Linked DNA regions of Mus musculus: region 1 is linked to region 2. The links are chromatin contacts, called in public Hi-C maps. All regions are on one chromosome and are shown on one strand. The core of a region is the stretch at or near the end of the contact, and the rest is flanking DNA. Distances in the headings are between cores, read along the strand shown. Region 1 overlaps Nav2 (neuron navigator 2). Region 2 overlaps Zdhhc13 (zinc finger, DHHC domain containing 13).

What was found. A called contact is a pair of places that touch in the nucleus more often than the background predicts.
Region 1: a contact with region 2 is called in a Hi-C map of liver, with 5 times the contacts expected there. The contact joins two enhancer-like sites. A contact is called at or near these places in 1 of 484 Hi-C or Micro-C datasets (liver) and 1 of 115 datasets of contacts at active chromatin or transcription factors (astrocytes).

The regions. Positions count from the first base shown.
Region 1 is chr7:49,396,533-49,399,232 of GRCm38.p6, reverse strand. Nav2 (neuron navigator 2) reads right to left here. Exons shown (of 39, transcript NM_175272.3): 4 at 1,078-1,150. Among named protein-coding and RNA genes, the nearest start is that of Gm51447, 40 kb to the left of the region's middle. Within about 2 kb of position 1,367, at least 111 of the 459 cell types and tissues checked have an H3K27ac peak or open chromatin away from gene starts, as enhancers often do. A contact at or near this core is called in liver, where this site is marked.
Region 2 is chr7:48,822,458-48,825,157 of GRCm38.p6, reverse strand. Zdhhc13 (zinc finger, DHHC domain containing 13) reads right to left here. Exons shown (of 17, transcript NM_028031.3): 15 at 2,431-2,588; 16 at 427-524. Among named protein-coding and RNA genes, the nearest start is that of Csrp3, 24 kb to the left of the region's middle. Within about 2 kb of position 1,372, at least 3 of the 459 cell types and tissues checked have an H3K27ac peak or open chromatin away from gene starts, as enhancers often do. A contact at or near this core is called in liver, where this site is marked.

The DNA of each region.
Region 1 (2,700 bases), core at 118-2,617, 570 kb before region 2:
CCACCCACCTCCAACATGGAGGAGACAACAGTTCAGAAACACAGCCTGATAGATGACGCAAGCTTTCATCTCTTCGCAAAGACAAGGCATTAGCCCATGCAGGACCCATAAGGTCTGCTAACTTACCTACTCCATCTGTGGACTCCAGCTTACTGCTCTCTCAGCCCCACCCCAGCTTCCAGGGCCAACGCTCTTTTTACATCTTTTCAGAGCACACTCCTGCTATGCCAGGAGGAACAACTGCACTGCCCCGACTGCACTACCTGTTCCGGGGAAAACTGGAGGCAGGTGCAGCCTAATGAGCTGGGGAGATGCCTGGCCTATGGCAGCTTCAGAGCCGGCAGCTGCCTGTGTTTACAAACAGGGGGAGGGGGAAGGAAGGGGAGAGAGCAAGGGGGGGGGAGAGAGAGAGAGATTGAGAGAGATTGAGAGAGAGAGAGAGAGATTGAGAGATTCCAGGTGGAAGTGTTGCCTGAGGACTGAGGAGGTAGATAATTCTGGCCAGCGGGCTCCAAACTATTATCCCACCTAACAACACTCCACTAGCAGACACTGTTGATGCTAATTAGCCACCAAATCCAAGTTAATTAAAAGCTAATCGGGAGGCTAAAAGGTGGTAGTGTGTTCGCAAACCTCACTCTCTCTGTCTTCAAGAGCAAGGTGAGATGTCACCAGCAAGGACTAAGCAGTTCCCTTGGGCGCTGGATGGTTGGACTTGGTTCTGTGGTTGGATATTCTCTTTCCCACAGATAATGGCTGGTTGATAACCTGCTGCGCCACGGGACAGGGAATCAGTGTTGTTGAAGCAGGAACTTCTCTAACTGGAGCAGTGTGCTCCCATTCTCTTCCCCCACACCCTCTGTGGCATGCAGATGTGGCATGCACACAGGGCTGCATTCTTAGAGTGATCTGAGAACTGTGAGAAAGTTAGTAACGTCAACTGTGCTGGAAAGGGCACCCAGCCAGGACAGCCCACCGGCACCCCTGGTCAGGACTGCAGCAATTGACTGTTAGGTAACAGGTGGGCCTTAACAGGTGGGTATCACAAATGATGAAAAGGCGTGGGCCCTGACTCACCTTCTGCAGACAGCCCCTGGGTGTTGATTCCCTTAGCTGCCAGGAAATTCAAGCAGGCATCTATGTTTTCAATCTAGAGGGGAAAAACACAAGACACGTTTAATAACCATTCAGCTTTCTCCAGACCCACTCACGAGGAGCCAACAGCAAGCAGAATGCACTCGAATTGACCAATGAGATAGACGGGAGCGACGAGGTTAGGACTCTCAAAACGCTGTCTGTACTAGCGCAGGAAGCAGTTACTTAATATCCTAACCACACGGTGCCAAAAGTCGAGGCCTTGGACTGCTCACAGATGCCAAAAATAACCAGGGCGGAATGAGATCTCTCATCTTGATCAATGTCACCACAGTGTGATCCTCAAAGCCGGAGCAGTTGCCAGTAACACGGAGGTGGAGATGAAATTGATAGACCCACCCATCCTCCAGTTGCTGGGGGGAAATTTCCAGTCAGTAAAGAAGCAGGCAGTCAGATGTCCACATGGTGAGCGGCAGTTTCAGCAGGAACCAGGGTTTACCCACAAAATTCTCAGCCTGGCAGGAATTGCAGGTGACCACAGAGTCCCATGACCTCTGGGATGCCGCTGTCCTTTGTCCTCTCTGTGGCAAGGATAGAGCCACCAGCCGGAGTCTGGGAGGCTGCCCGTGTTTGCTAGTGTTGACACCAAGGCCAAGGGCAAATCGATGTCAGGCCTCGAACAAAAAAGCAATTAGGTCATTCCCAAAGGTCTGATTTGACTTCGGCTGTCAGGCCTAATTACTTTTTTTGTTTTAAAGGAGAATATTCTGGCTTGATGAATGTCTCTGGTGACCAAAAGTAAAAGAAACGGCTTTTAACTGGGCACAGCGACCTTTGGACATCACAGAATTTGCACTACACAGTGCCAGTTCCACCACTCCCATCCACAACTAATTCCTGTAATGGGATTTCCCAGACTCTCCAATGTTTATATGCACTCAACCCAGTATGTACGCCACGGAATTTATTCTAAATTAACAGAGGACTGCCTTTCACAATGAACATATTGTCCTTATCCCCACTCTCAGGCAATGTCTTGATGGCTCTAGCTGGCGAGAGTGTTTTAGTTTAATAGCTCCGAGCACAGCTTGGCTCTGGGCTGGTCCTCATGAATTTGATTCACCCTCCTCTATGAAGTAGACTTCATTCTGCCACTGACTTCTGGCATTCTCCCTTTCCACTCCAGCTTGTAGATCTGCTCCTACCTCCTGAGGCCTTGGGTTCCAGGAGGGTGTTAAAACATCGAACAAATTCCATGCTTTTATCATGGTCTCACTGGGAGGGTGGTCCCCACGGTGGTGGTGGCTCCCACTGTTTAACTCATTAAACAGGCCCCAGGCCACCTGACTGAAACTGTGCCATCTTAGAAGAGCCCACACAGCCTCCAGCTAGAAGTAACTCTCTGTAGGGAACCCCCTTTTTAATTTATTTGTTTATTATATGTGTATGAGTACACTGTAGCTGCCTTCAGACACACCAGAAGAGGACATTGAATCCCATTACAGATGGTTGTGAGTCACTATGTGGTTGCTGGGAATGAATTGAACTCAGGACCTCTGGAGGAACAGTCAGTGCTCTTAATTGCTGAGCCATCTCCCCAGCCCC
Region 2 (2,700 bases), core at 123-2,622:
CCAGGTGGGCACATTACAAAGAGAATAAAAGAATTTCTGGGGCTAGAAGGCCATGCGGAAGTTCTGGCAAAGCACACTACCTGATGCTTTCTACAGAGAACCCTGAGGCTGGCTTGTCAGACACATGCCAGCTTAACTATCTCACACTGACTCCTTGCCAGCAAGACACAACCTTGTGACACTTGGTTCAACTGGAGAATCCCCATCTTGGCAAAACTTCAAAGTAACTTATATTTGCACTGAGTCCAGTGGACTGAATTCCTGACCCCATTGGGCATATGACCTTATCACTTAAAACCTAACCTTGAGGCTTCCAAGAAAAAACGGGCTCCATTCCATGAGATAGGTTAGAAAATGGGACTGGGTCAGGAAATCAGTACCTGGGAATCTTCCAAAGACTTGGTGACCAGATCAGAATTTACTTACTTGTATGGTGTTTTCCTGAGGGACAATGTCTGTTTCATGTGCCTGCTTTGCTTTAAGAGGCTGATTCTCTCATGGGAGGTTAGGCCCAGAAATGCAATCTGAAAAAGATGGAATTATAAGAATTACAACATGGATTAAGAATTATAACATCATGGCTCTACTATTCTTGAAAGCGCATTATAAGATGGTGGCAACTGTTTAGTATTCTCACCCTCAGACTTCCAGCAAAAGATCACACTGAGGACAAAGAGTCACAACCTTACCCTGTATTTTACCATGTAAATATGGCTAGACTTATTGTCTGGATTTTATTAACACTCAAGAAAGCTCTGCACATTAACTTGGAATTATAAAAATATCTTTTCACTAATTCTTGTCATGTCTTATGGCCATATTTAGATTTCAACAGAAGAACACACATTTGTTGAACAACCGAAATAGGGTCAGGTAGTATCAGTGCAATTAGCACAATTTTGAGTTCTGAGCTGTTCTTTAAAAAGGCTAATGCACCAAAGGGGACAACGCCTAAAGTCATAACTTTGAAGGGTAAGGACTAAGGTAATTAAGAAACTCTGGAATCATTATAGACCACAGTAGTTCACAGGGTTAGCTAATCTAAACCTTGGAACACCCCAAGTATCAATATCCAATTTGTATAACGGAGTTATTAGCCACCCTCCTCATACTGTGTTAAGGATCTGAGATAAATGTCTAAGACGCACGCTGAGGATCAGGAGGCGATGCAAGCTCAGTTTGCTATAATGCAGATAAAAGTATCTTAAATCACAATATTCAGGAAATCAAAGTTTTCAAAGAACTGGATTGCTTTGTTCCTTAAATAAACAATTGTGCAATTCTTGTTTGTGAAAATTATCTGAAACCTTTAGTCCACTTTTCTTCCTCAGTACAGACAGGTTTTGCTATGCAGCCCAAACTGGCCTTGAACTTCTTATTATCATGCTTTAACCTCTAGAGAGCTTGCATTTCAGGTGTTGTGACTCCATGCACACCTTAGCTATTAAGGATGTCTGAACTCATAAAGCAAGACCTTTGTTAGATGATGTTTTCTTGTCCATAAAATAGAGCTACTACTATGGTTTGTTCCCTATCTCAAGAGTGAATGATGTGTAAATGTCCTGGAAAGTGTTCTTATAAATGATAGTATCAACTGTGTGAGCACTCCCTGTGACACTGACTCTCGCTCACTACCTGAGCAGCTGTCTTCGTCAGGGTCAGTTCCTTTCCCCAGAGTCTTCTCGCCGTCCTTCTCTTGTCCTCTCACGCTTACCATTATTCCCCCAGTGGGATCTGCTCTGCTTCTGATGAATAATAGTCTAAACCCCAGTATTAATAACTTGCTAAAATGATCACTGTTGCCCATTCCACAGAGACAGCCCATAGTAACGGGACACAGGGCAGGGGAGGAAGCTCCGCAGAAAACTGAGGCTGTTATTGCCCTGTGTATGAACTTTTTCAACTGTGTTCACTTTGTCCACTGGTTAGTGACCTGTCTTTTATCTTCCCCTCTCTTGCATCTACCTAAGTGGTATATAAGGTAATAGAATCAGAAGAATTGAAGGACAGTAACTGCCTTGCGTTTGTCTAATACTTTACAGTTTATATCATGTTTTCACACATAAGAAGACAAGACCCCTGAATGGGACTGTTAGAAGGACCAAGTCTCCACTTGCTGGGTGACTCTGAGCAACTCAATTCACTTTTCTGTACCATAAAACTAAAAGGCCAGATTAGTCCATTTGTAAGTGGGGACAGTCTCAGCAATTTATTATTCTAACCTTTAAGCTGCTGGTGAGAACGGATGGACAATACTGTCCTCATCTTACAGACAAGGAAACTAATAATGAAGAGTGGGAAACGGCATGCTAGACTCACAGAGGGAGCCTTGGAGGTGGAACTGGACGCTGGTCTTCAGATTTTAAAGTCAAGTCTTTCTACACAACTATTAGTCTCTGAAAATGACATTCAGAGCCATTTGAGAAATACCTGAAAGAGTTGATTTATTAATAAAAATGTTGACCATGAGAAGTGGAAAGCTGCTAGCATGAAGATATACAGAACCCAGGGAGAACAGGCCACTATCTGATTGAGGTAGGTCCATAGTCCATCTTCCTTGAATGTTGTGGCACAATGATTTGACCAGTCTGTAAATCCACATGGGGAAAAAAAGAAAGAATTATTAACAATGGCAAAAAATATCCTCCAAGAAGATTAAAATTATATAGTTCTATTTAGGGAGCAACAATAACATAGATC